Linked DNA regions of Drosophila melanogaster: region 1 is linked to region 2. The links are chromatin contacts, called in public Hi-C maps. All regions are on one chromosome and are shown on one strand. The core of a region is the stretch at or near the end of the contact, and the rest is flanking DNA. Distances in the headings are between cores, read along the strand shown. Region 1 holds the start of Ccz1 (Caffeine, calcium, zinc sensitivity 1). Region 2 holds the start of enc (encore).

Region 1 (6,271 bases), core at 1,103-3,602, 80 kb before region 2:
ACCGGAAAGACCATCACCCTCGAGGTAGAGCCATCGGACACCATTGAGAATGTGAAGGCCAAGATTCAGGATAAGGAGGGAATCCCCCCAGATCAGCAGCGTCTGATCTTCGCTGGCAAGCAGCTTGAGGATGGACGCACCCTGTCCGATTACAACATCCAGAAGGAGTCCACCCTTCACTTGGTCCTTCGTCTCCGTGGTGGTATGCAGATCTTCGTGAAGACTTTGACCGGAAAGACCATCACCCTCGAGGTAGAGCCATCGGACACAATTGAGAATGTTAAGGCTAAGATCCAAGACAAGGAGGGAATTCCCCCAGATCAGCAGCGTCTGATCTTCGCCGGCAAGCAGCTTGAGGATGGACGCACCCTGTCCGATTACAACATCCAGAAGGAGTCCACCCTTCACTTGGTCCTTCGTCTCCGTGGTGGTATGCAGATCTTCGTGAAGACTTTGACCGGAAAGACCATCACCCTCGAGGTAGAGCCTTCGGACACCATTGAGAATGTTAAGGCTAAGATCCAAGACAAGGAGGGAATTCCCCCAGATCAGCAGCGTCTGATCTTCGCTGGCAAGCAGCTTGAGGATGGACGCACCCTGTCCGATTACAACATTCAGAAGGAGTCCACCCTTCACTTGGTCCTTCGTCTTCGTGGTGGTATGCAGATCTTCGTGAAGACTTTGACCGGAAAGACCATCACCCTCGAGGTAGAGCCATCGGACACAATTGAGAATGTTAAGGCTAAGATCCAAGACAAGGAGGGAATTCCCCCAGATCAGCAGCGTCTGATCTTCGCCGGCAAGCAGCTTGAGGATGGACGCACCCTGTCCGATTACAACATCCAGAAGGAGTCCACCCTTCACTTGGTCCTTCGTCTCCGTGGTGGTATGCAGATCTTCGTGAAGACTTTGACCGGAAAGACCATCACCCTCGAGGTAGAGCCATCGGACACCATTGAGAATGTGAAGGCCAAGATTCAGGATAAGGAGGGAATCCCCCCAGATCAGCAGCGTCTGATCTTCGCCGGCAAGCAGCTTGAGGATGGACGCACCCTGTCCGATTACAACATCCAGAAGGAGTCCACCCTTCACTTGGTCCTTCGTCTCCGTGGTGGTATGCAGATCTTCGTGAAGACTTTGACCGGAAAGACCATCACCCTCGAGGTAGAGCCTTCGGACACCATTGAGAATGTTAAGGCTAAGATCCAAGACAAGGAGGGAATTCCCCCAGATCAGCAGCGTCTGATCTTCGCCGGCAAGCAGCTTGAGGATGGACGCACCCTGTCCGATTACAACATCCAGAAGGAGTCCACCCTTCACTTGGTCCTTCGTCTTCGTGGTGGTATGCAGATCTTCGTGAAGACTTTGACCGGAAAGACCATCACCCTCGAGGTAGAGCCATCGGACACAATTGAGAATGTTAAGGCTAAGATCCAAGACAAGGAGGGAATTCCCCCAGATCAGCAGCGTCTGATCTTCGCCGGCAAGCAGCTTGAGGATGGACGCACCCTGTCCGATTACAACATCCAGAAGGAGTCCACCCTTCACTTGGTCCTTCGTCTCCGTGGTGGTATGCAGATCTTCGTGAAGACTTTGACCGGAAAGACCATCACCCTCGAGGTAGAGCCTTCGGACACCATTGAGAATGTTAAGGCTAAGATCCAAGACAAGGAGGGAATTCCCCCAGATCAGCAGCGTCTGATCTTCGCCGGCAAGCAGCTTGAGGATGGACGCACCCTGTCCGATTACAACATCCAGAAGGAGTCCACCCTTCACTTGGTCCTTCGTCTCCGTGGTGGTATGCAGATCTTCGTGAAGACTTTGACCGGAAAGACCATCACCCTCGAGGTAGAGCCCTCGGACACCATTGAGAATGTTAAGGCTAAGATCCAAGACAAGGAGGGAATTCCCCCAGATCAGCAGCGTCTGATCTTCGCCGGCAAGCAGCTTGAGGATGGACGCACCCTGTCCGATTACAACATCCAGAAGGAATCGACCCTTCACTTGGTGCTCCGTCTCCGTGGAGGAATCCAGGCTTAAACTAAATACATTTCCAAATAAACACAATTTAGCACGCACTTCACTCTAAATAAATATGAGGAGATTATGGATGGCCACTTTCCTTTCTGCATTGTCAAAAGGGAAGACATCAGAAAAATTCTAAATTTCAGTAAACGCCATGACATAAATTTTATTAAATCTATTAAATTCCAAAATAAATGAAAAAGCTTTAAATTCGCTTATTAATTGTGTGGTATTTTTTTTAATTTGGTACTGGAAACGTTTGGTATATACTAGCACACTACATTTGGTAAAATGTAACCCTGGTTGGCAAACACGGACGCGTTAGTACCTTTTCATTATTTACCTTTGGCCAAAATAAATACTTTTAATTCTGTGCGGAAAGAAATGGCTAAATTATTGCAACGCGTAGAAATTACGTTACGCAGCTTTTACATTTTTAACTCGACTTTTGGCCAAGTTGAAGGCGAGGTTGGCAAATCAATTTTAAGGCTAAGAAACGCCCCTAATGAGTAATTTTTTTCAGGAACACAAGAAGGTTTTGTTTTACCATCCAAATGACATTGAATTAAATACGAAAATCAAAGATGTGGGACTAAGTGAGGCCATCATAAGGTTCACTGGGTATTTATGGAACTTTTTACATAGAGGGAAGTGGGTAATAATACAGAGTTTGCTGTACTTGCAGAACTTTTACATCTGAAGATGATTGCCAGGCCTTGCATACCCAGAAAACCACACAACTCTTCTACCAACCCGAGCCAGGGTATTGGTTAGTACTGGTCCTGAATGTTCCCAAGGAGGTGCGCTTAAAGGAGGGCGTGGAGGTGGCCGATTATCGGGGTGCCGAGATCTCCGACAGGATTTATAGAGCAATACTTAGACAATGCTATCAAATGTTTCGCTTTCAAAACGGATGTTTCTCCTCCTGCGGAAGTGAAGAACCTAATCCGGATAAGCGTAGGGAACTGCTCTGCCAGAAGCTACTCCAGTTCTATGATCAGCATCTGACCAACCTGAGGGATCCCGCGCAATGTGATATCATCGATATGCTGCATTCCATTCAGTATCTGCCATTGGATAAAACGCTCTTCTTGCGGGCCCAAAACTTTGGCACCCTGTGCGAGACCTTCCCCGACATCAAGGAGAGCATAATGCTCTACCAGGAGCAGGTCCTTTGTGGCGGAAAACTTAGCCCGGAGGATCTGCACTGCGTGCACTCGTATGTCGTGCAACACGTGCTGAAAGTCGAGGCCAGCAGTTCCACCATTGCAGTTTCTCCTTCACTAAAGCGAAGCATAAGTGAATGCCAGGTGGGCGGATTCGTAAGAAGTCGTCAGAAGGTCGCAGGAGATGAACATGACGCTGTGAATGAGGAAGATCATCCAATGAAGGTCTATGTGACACTGGACAAGGAGGCCAAACCCTACTACTTGCTCATCTACCGCGCTTTGCACATAACTCTGTGTCTGTTTCTGAATGGTATGTTAAGGATTAGAACTAAATAGCCAAAATAATCAACTTGAAACATTCCACATTTGTCAGCTGACCAGGTTGCGCCGAAACAAGATCTCTACGACGATCTCCATGCCTACATGGCTCCCCAACTGACTTCGTTGGCCCGGGACATATCCAGCGAGTTGACAAAGGAGGCGGTGGGTGCTGCAGGCCAGGACAACTCCAGCGGGAACAGCGAAACGGCGCCGAAGTACTTGTTCATTAACGAACAAAGCCTGCAGCACCACACGAACTTTCAGAGGCACCTGCCCCAAGGGCTGCCCCGCAATGTGCTTAGTATCATTGCGGACTTGGCCAATGGCAGTGGCAAGGCGGAAATGGAGAGTGCTCCTGCCGAGGAAGTTCAGGTCAAGACCACCAATGACTATTGGATTGTGAAGCGGCGCTGTAACTACAGGCAGTACTATGTGATCCTGTGCAATAGCAAGGCCACCTTGCTGGACGTCACCCAGGAAGCGAGGCGCATTTTCGAGCAAGAGCTCACAGATGATGTATTTTTTGACAAATAAAGAGGAGGATTAGGTAAATAATGGGAGTGCGCCAATTGTGGGGTCTTTGTCCGGTTGCTTGCCAACAGAATCTGCAAGTGGGTCGGACATCCGACGACGGATTTCAAGCCAGCACTGCCCCGGAATCGCTGGCATCGTTATACACGCTGTTCGACGAGGAGGAGCTCGTGGTCGTGGTGACGCCATTCTGCGATTTGCTGATCTTAATGATGTATATTCTACGGTTGGACATGCAGATGCTGTAGTAGTGATGCTCGTAATCGATGGTGATCCTCTCGCAGCTGCTGCTCGGCATGAAGGACTCGTCGATGCTACAATATAGGCGTAATTATTACAAAATTCCTTCATCCTTTGTTTAAAAACGCACGTCTCTGTGAGATTTAGTAATCCCATTATCACATTTGCACTGCGCTCATCGTTCTTCAGATCTCCGCCGGACTCCAGAACTGCTCCATCTTCCTTTAGTATCAGATAGCCAATTTGATTGGGCACAATCAACTTTTCCCTGTCCATTTTCAACATATTTATTTATTTATCTTTCGCACCCACACCCACCAGTGTGACCGGACTAGATCCATTTAGATACCAAATCGGTAGCCTGGCAGCCCGGTTTCAGTGTTGTAAATTGCCACATGCGCGCCATTGACACAAATTCGAAATTGGGACACCGGGCTAAGGTTAATTCATTCAAAAGACAAACAACGCACATCAACAGGAAACTAAAACTCCGGCTCTAAGTCAACAGAGGGCGTGGTCGATAAGGGGGCGTGTGCAGGTGCATGGCTAATGCGTCCGTCTGGCGAAAAAGTGGTAAAAGGCCACGGACAAGGAAATTCCGGACACAGTCTCTCCGGAATGGCCAACTACTATCGACGCAAGAAGGGTGACGCGGTGTTCCTCAATGCAAAACCGCTGAACAGTGCTAATGCCCAGGCATACTTGTACGGGGTCCGCAAGTACTCCATTGGATTGGCGGAGCGATTGGATGCGGATTACGAAGCTCCTCCGTTGGATAGGAAAAAGAGCTCGGACAGCACGGCGTCCAATAATCCGGAATTTAAGCCGGTTTGTGGATTGCTACGCTGTTAAAACCATTTTTGTAAAACTGAATTTCGCTGCTTTCAGAGTGTTTTCTACCGAAACATAGATCCCATCAATTGGTTCTTGAGGATTATTGGAGTATTACCCATCGTGCGACATGGTCCTGCTCGTGCCAAGTTCGAAATGAACTCCGCCTCCTTTATTTACTCGGTGGTTTTCTTTGTGCTCCTGGCGGTGAGTGTGGTGTTTGCATAACATTTTTCAAAATTGACTATGGATACCATTATGTAACCCAAAACCGCTTTACAGTGCTATGTAGGCTATGTGGCCAACAACCGCATCCACATTGTGCGCTCCCTGAGTGGACCCTTCGAGGAGGCGGTTATTGCATACCTCTTTCTGGTCAACATCCTGCCCATTATGATTATACCAATATTGTGGTACGAGGCCAGGAAGATAGCAAAGCTCTTCAATGATTGGGATGACTTTGAGGTGTTGTACTACCAGATATCCGGGCACAGTTTGCCTCTGAAATTGCGACAGAAGGCGGTGTACATAGCCATCGTGCTGCCAATTCTCTCGGTTTTATCGGTGGTCATCACGCACGTCACCATGTCGGATTTGAACATTAACCAGGTGGTGCCCTACTGCATCCTGGACAACTTGACTGCAATGCTGGGTGCCTGGTGGTTCCTCATCTGCGAGGCCATGAGCATTACGGCTCATCTTCTGGCGGAGCGGTTCCAGAAGGCACTGAAACACATTGGACCCGCTGCCATGGTGGCAGACTACCGTGTTCTGTGGCTACGACTGAGCAAGTTGACCCGTGATACTGGAAATGCCCTGTGCTACACCTTTGTTTTCATGAGCCTCTACTTGTTCTTCATCATTACCCTTTCGATTTATGGACTAATGTCGCAACTCTCCGAGGGATTTGGCATCAAGGACATAGGACTGACTATCACGGCTTTGTGGAACATAGGACTGCTCTTCTATATTTGCGATGAGGCACATTATGCCTCGGTTAATGTGCGAACCAATTTCCAGAAGAAACTACTCATGGTGGAGCTTAACTGGATGAACTCGGATGCCCAGACGGAGATAAATATGTTTTTGCGAGCCACCGAAATGAATCCATCGACCATCAACTGCGGTGGCTTTTTTGATGTGAACAGGACTCT
Region 2 (6,609 bases), core at 3,629-6,128:
GCAATTTTGAGTTGAAAATCAGGTGAAGCGTGTCCTAGATTCCACTACAAACACACACAACCCATACAAGCACATAGAAATTCCACCCCGAAGTATGCAACATAATTTTAGTGCAAGCAACGCAATAAGTTCGACTTTTTGCCCTGCGGGACCTTGAATTTAATCAAAATTGCGCCAGCAATCTATCTCTTTTATGCTGCTTATCACTTCCCATCTCCCATAACTACCATCTCGCTCTGGCAAATTGCAAAATAATTTGCATCGATTAGCCAAATGAGTTTCTTCATCCCTCGCTCCCCCCTTAACGCTGATTTTTTTTCTTGAAAGGACTTTTTGTCGCCTTCTGTGCAAAATGCGTTTCCCCGAATGCGTCGTAATAAATAATTTATGTAAAATTCTGGGAATACGAGGAATGGAACGGGAAGCGATGGCAATGAAACAGAAATAGAAAGAGAGGGAGAAAAAGGACGAGACTGTTGCTTCCTTGTCTCTCTCCTCCCTTCGGTTAATGTAATTGCATATTCGTGAATGTCGCGCCTTTCGCCTGCAATTACGACATCTTATTTGGGTCAACACGGAGAGATTGCTCTCCAGCGAAAGAGAGGGGGCTAGCCGGAGCGAAAGAGTGGGCTATATGCGAATAGAAAAAGAGAGGTTCATACCCCGCAGAAAGAGAGGGGCCGGCCGAGCTTAAGCTCCATCGCACGTGTGAGCTTAAAAGCGCATCGCATTTCGAGGCCAAGTGCCGAGTACGAGGATGCGAGGACTCGAGGATACTACCAGCATCCGTCTGTCACTTCCGCAGGCAACTGCAGTATCCAAAAGGGGGGTTAGGCGGGTAGGAGCTCGGCGTGGGGGTGTCCAGTGGGTGTGGCCTGCGTTGGCCCAGTTTAGTTGGCCCACAGGGCAGAGATATGCAGATGCAACTGCACTGATTTCCTGCTGGAAATTCAATTTAAATTCTATAATACCTGCATTCCCCCCGGTGACTAAAGGTTACCAGAATTATCACAGTTAGTAACAGGAAATTAAGGCATTGGTAGTGAAATGAAAGGGCAGTGCTTGCAACAGGAACATTGAAAGTATATTTAATTGAATAAAAGCGGTCGCGATATAAATGATATACTTGATTTACAATTAAACTTCACTTCTGAGTATTTAGCTAACAGCTTAAAGTAAACCCCATTTAATAGTTTCAAAATCAACCAAGAGATGTTTCCATAATCCTTAGTCTTATTTCTTAAGTTAGTCAGATGTTTATCGCACTACACAAAATGAAGGTTGAGCAGAGAGGTGGCCATTATGGCCTTTTCTTACGATCCTTCTGGGAAATATTAAGCAAGCAAATCTAATCTAATTAGCCGGCAAATGCCAAAGCAAAGTCAACTCTTGCCCTGGTGAATCCATCCACTTTGGACCCCCTTAACCCACCGGTGACCCCCTGTCACCTGCTTAACACCTCGACGGCTGTACGACGTCCCCCGCCTCGTTTTACGGCGCAATTAAAATGCTAAATGCTTTACGACATCGCCCAGAGGGGGTCCTTTAATTAATTTGCCTGTGACAATGACTGGGCCATGCCATGTCTCGTGTCCTGACGGCCATGAAAGGTGTTAACAACAAACGCCTGGCCAAGAAAGCTGGTGGAAGGCGGGCAAGGCTACCATCGCCTCCACTCACTTGACCCAGACAGACAGATGGAAGAGGCCAGCCAAAGAAGTCTTCATTCAAGCGCGCCCCCAACCAAAAAGGCTCTTGCTAAAACCCTGATTATGACAGATTTTATTCGGCGATATGACGACTAACATTTCCATTTAGTTCCAATAGTAATTATACTGGTAACGTAAACAATTTTACACATCTAAATGTCTACTATCAAGCAGCTAAATATCTTAAAATCTTTAAACTTTTGTCAGCTATCGTTTCTGCTTTGGTTTTTTCGTGACAGACGGCCAAAACTTTTAAGGCCACGTTAAGCAGCCATTGAGTTCTGCGGCAGAGCGCAGAAAAAGCCGAGCTAAGCACAGCTGGCGAACAGAGAATCCTGACTAGCAGATGTCCTGTAAACGGCTAAATGGTGCTCATAGCTTAAGGGAAAATATTAATAGGAGTAGGAGAAGAGAGCTAGACTTTCAGTCTCCTCAATCATTCATTCATTTGGCATATGAGACATGCCCGTTGCATACGAAAAGGGGCACCTGGGAGCCGACATTTGGGGCCATTTGATTGTTGTCTTCGGCTTTCCCCGCGCTCAGGCCATCTGCGGGAATTATGAAATATGCAAAAAGCATCTGCACGGACCTAAAGCCACCACCCAGTCACCTCCTTCGCTTCTACGGGAATAGAATTTGCTTGGCATCGCAACTTTGTCTGCGGAATCTACAGAGGACAGCGGTGGGGCAGGTGTGTGGAACTGATGGGGCTCTTTGAGCCAAATCAAAATCAAAAACAAAACTGGCGTAACCGATGTGATGTGTCTGCTCTTATCACAGGCGATTATTCATAAGCAGCAGACTAAATAAAGTACAGCGCATCTTCGTTGACAAGTAATCAGCCAAATATTAATTATTCCCAGTGTATATATATAAAAAAAATAATTTTTTTAATTTTACCTTCAAAACATAAAACGCTTGTGGGCACGAGTATATTTATTTTTCCTGATTTATTCAAGGCATCAGATGAGCTCTTTGGAAAGGTAGAAAACAACCAATGTTTTTCAATATTCAATTATGTGGACTATAAAAATTTTGCTTTAAATTACAAGTTACATTTTTTTTAACTCAATAAAAATTCTACTAACAGGAGTTTGCCTGCTGAAATATCGAAATGCGAAATCAAAAGATGTACGCCTGCCAGAATGTGTTTCAAAAAATGCAAATAAAATGCCATCCGATATAGAAAGTGGCATGAGCGAAGGCAATAAATTAATTTACACAAATTCTCGACATTCTCGCATGAAAAATGCTTCGGTTTCGCGAGTTTTTGCAGTAAGACTTGTGTTCAATCTTTTTTTGTTTGTGTAATGAGTGCGAAACGGAAGGCCGAAGCGAATCCGAGCGCATCACAATCGACTAACTAAGTAGCAGCAGCCACTAAGGAAACAACTACAACATTGTGTGACAACGACGACATTTCGTTTAGAGCATCAGCAAAGATACATCATCCTCATCACGGCATCATCGACCGAAAATCGGTCATCATCGGTGGAATCATTAGATGCGAGTATCCAAATAAAACAATAAACAGACGAAAACAAAACAGCGACGTTTTTAGTATAAATTGTATTATAAAGTACAGTGGACACTTGCATTGAAAGACCAATGAGTCCAGATATTCAAAACCCAAACTTTCCTAAACTCACACTTTTTGATAGAAGCTACAATCACTAATAAGATAAAATCTTCACTTTCACTCAAGAAAATTTGTGTGGATTTAACAAAAATAAGAACTATTTTTTGCGTGTTTCGGTGTTTGGGAGAGCGAATAAACAAAAAACTGACGACATTATTGCGACGCCAGCGATGTAAGAGAATTGGAGACAAATGTGAGAAAGGCCCAGGGAAGTGGAGGGAGGGGGGATATAGCCGGGCTGGTCGGATAATTCGCAAAATAGATTTTCAATAAAACCCACTCGAAAACGCCGACAATGGCGGACGCAGGCCAAAGAGCCATTTCGAATCTATTTTAAACACAAACAAAAGCATTCTCTATAAATCGAGCAAACGCGAAGAGGAAGAAAACTTACAAAAATGTTTGCAAGAATGCGATATGTCACCAGAAGTTGAGGGTTCCTAGCGAACTGGAACGCACATTTTTCGGCGTTTTGTAATCGATCTGCAGCAGCAGCAACAGTTTTCAAAACTATTTATCCTAAAGCTTATACACAAAAATCTACATAATATATAGATAGGACGCATCCTTAAGTGGTTTTTCATATCCGAAGTAATAATGACGTGCTGTTTGTAAAATATATTTTACATTTACATTACTTTTAACTCAACCTGATATTTCGGATCAACATTTTAAAAACTTAAAACTAAAGAATAATAAAGAATAATACTTCTAGCTATATTTCTCGTTTCATAATAATATTTTTTTAAAGTAGGATATTGAATATATATTATATTAAAAGTACGGAAGCATTGGCATAATATTAAATCGAAGAATTATGTGAGCAATTAAGCTACCAATCTGCTACCAACAATCCCATAATTTATTATTTTCAATGCAGCACTATGTATTGCGAGCGTCAAGGCCATGAACTCCTGGTATTAGCCATGCTACAACTTTTTTTCAATAAAGTTCCTCGGCGAACGAAAATTCCAACTAACAACTCCAATTAGACATACCCGGAATCAGATAACGGGGCCTTCCCGGCAGCCCTACTAAAAGGCATGCACTACTCCGTCACATACATACATACATGCGAGGTGATAAATTTGTATGTGCACATGTGTGTGTGTGCGTATGTAGTGCACTTTAAAATGCAACCGCAACCGGCGGCTGCAAAAACCGAAAATGTTGCAATAGTAATAATAAGCGCACTAATATTATTATGTTCACATCATTTCCAACACGCTTTGCGAGAAAAGGGACAGTGCTAACGAAATTTAGGGACATTTTCTTAGAAACTCACCATTTTCAGTTCTGCTGCCCATGGCGAGTCGTTGTTGTTGCTTTTCCTTTGGTTGCTCTCCCTTTTGATTATCTGCGATTTTCACACTTTTCCGGGGTGGCGAACAATATGCGAATCGGCACTATAGCTTCTGACGTTTTTCGCGGTGTTTTCCAAGTTTGTTTAGGCCTTTGTGGCACGCATTTTCAATCGCGGCCCTAAAACATATATATGTTTATTAGAGCTGGCACAAAAAGCGATGGCAGTTCGATATTAATGTTGCCAGATATTTCACGAGTTAATCGAAACTTCCGCTCTATCGATGTGTGCTCTTGATGTTTGCAAGTCGATCCCATTAAATATCGAAAGTAGAAAACTACATTTTTTTAAATTTCCTTAAATCTTTTTTTAATATGGTAAGCATTGCTTTTCATAAATTATTGTTTTGTTAATTCTTCTCCAAAGAATTTTAGTTTAGATTAAATAAATTGACCTGAAAATTCATATTTTCAAAGGATATGGCTTGTATAGCTAAAACCACGAAAATTCACCACATCTATCCTGTTTTTATGCATATTTATTACACATTCAGATACAATTCGCATTGATAATTCGAGCAGGCATTTAAAATTAAGGCAAAAATCTGTTCGCAACACAAACAATGAGCCGAGTGCAATAACAATTAGAAATCTTGGTTTTGGTGCGAGTTATTTTAGTTCAACTTGGTGGTACGGCAGTAGTTAACTTAATTCTTGGAATACATGTCACAATTCAACGCCTCTCGTTTCTCTCTAGTAATTTTTCACAATAATTTATTTGGGTTCGCTCGAATGCAATTTCGATTTTCGACACTTTTAGCTTAACGTTAGGTTCATCATCATGAGTTTGCGTATACGCTTTGATCGGCGTACGGATTCCGGTTTGGTTATGGCCTTTAATTATTTACACTAACTCCAGACGCTTCATCTCCTTGAAGAGCTCGTGGCCCATTTTGGCAGGACTCCTGGTCACAATGACGCCGGCCTTCTCCAGGGCGGCGATCTTGTCGTTGGCACCTCCCTTTCCTCCGGAAATGATGGCTCCAGCGTGACCCATGCGACGGCCGGGTGGCGCCGACACTCCGGCAATGAACGAGACGACAGGCTTGGCCTTGATGCCCTGCAATAGGATACAAAAACATTTAGCAATGAAATACATTGATCCGTGATGGCTTCTCATACCGAATTGTACTCGGTCAGGTAGTCGGCAGCCTTCTCCTCGGCAACGCCTCCGATCTCGCCGATCAGGATGATGCCCTTGGTCTCGGGATCCTTGAGGAAGACCTCCAGGCAGTCGATGAAGTCGGTTCCGTTGAACGGATCGCCTCCAATGCCCACGCACAGGGTCTGGCCCAGACCCACCTCCGTGGTCTGGTGCACGGCCTCGTAGGTCAAGGTTCCCGAGCGCGAGACCACGCCGATCTTGCCGCGCTTGTGAATGTGACCCGGCATGATGCCGATCTTGCACTGCAATCAGAAAAAACATAGTTTAAGATTATACAATTGACTTAACTGAAAGTGGAGTGAAGTGGGTAATCACTAAGTTTTGTGACGCATAGAAAGATAAGCGTTATAAATGGTAATAAAAAACGTATCGTCCGCAAATTCCACCAACTTCAGGTGCAAAGTTCAATGCCCAAATTTAAGGGTGTGTCAATGGAGGCCTGTTTATACATTAACAATAAGCAAATTGAAAACGGAATAGTAAACAGATATATGTAGTTCAAAGCGAGCGTCATACCAAGAGATAAGAAAACCACCAGATGAACGTGGACTTTGCCCTCTGGCCAAGCTTATCTCTCAAGCGCTGGAGATGTACGAACCTGTTCGGGGGCGATGATTCCCGGGCAGTTGGGACCCACCAATCGCGACTTGCTCTGGCTGATGAGGGCGTGCTTCACCTTCACCATGTCGTGCTGCGGCACACCCTCCGTAATGCAAACGATCAGGGGGATC

What was found. Hi-C and Micro-C count contacts between places; a contact is called where the count stands out from the background.
Region 1: a Hi-C map of the Kc167 cell line shows a contact between it and region 2, with 3 times the contacts expected there. The contact joins the promoter of Ccz1 here to the promoter of enc in region 2. A contact is called at or near these places in 1 of 1 datasets of contacts at CTCF or cohesin (the Kc167 cell line), 25 of 107 Hi-C or Micro-C datasets (the Clone 8 cell line, the D17-c3 cell line, the Kc167 cell line and 8 more) and 5 of 6 datasets of contacts at active chromatin or transcription factors (the Kc167 cell line and the S2 cell line).

The regions. Positions count from the first base shown.
Region 1 is chr3L:3,895,237-3,901,507 of dm6, reverse strand. It overlaps Ccz1 (Caffeine, calcium, zinc sensitivity 1), which reads left to right and starts at 2,352. Exons shown (of 4, transcript NM_139578.3): 1 at 2,352-2,493; 2 at 2,549-2,646; 3 at 2,711-3,504; 4 at 3,568-4,064. The coding sequence starts at 2,410. The coding sequence ends at 4,049. It overlaps Ubi-p63E (Ubiquitin-63E), which reads left to right. Exons shown (of 2, transcript NM_168043.3): 2 at 1-2,077. The coding sequence ends at 2,040. It overlaps Gr63a (Gustatory receptor 63a), which reads left to right and starts at 4,905. Exons shown (of 3, transcript NM_001144411.1): 1 at 4,905-5,114; 2 at 5,175-5,324; 3 at 5,400-6,271. The coding sequence starts at 4,905. Lamtor4 (Late endosomal/lysosomal adaptor, MAPK and MTOR activator 4) reads right to left here and starts at 4,608. Exons shown (of 2, transcript NM_139577.3): 1 at 4,417-4,608; 2 at 4,010-4,360. The coding sequence starts at 4,571. The coding sequence ends at 4,153.
Region 2 is chr3L:3,816,948-3,823,556 of dm6, reverse strand. enc (encore) reads right to left here and starts at 4,878. Exons shown (of 12, transcript NM_206270.2): 1 at 4,637-4,878. It overlaps Scsalpha1 (Succinyl-coenzyme A synthetase alpha subunit 1), which reads right to left. Exons shown (of 4, transcript NM_079181.4): 2 at 6,477-6,609; 3 at 5,836-6,120; 4 at 5,174-5,773. The coding sequence ends at 5,558.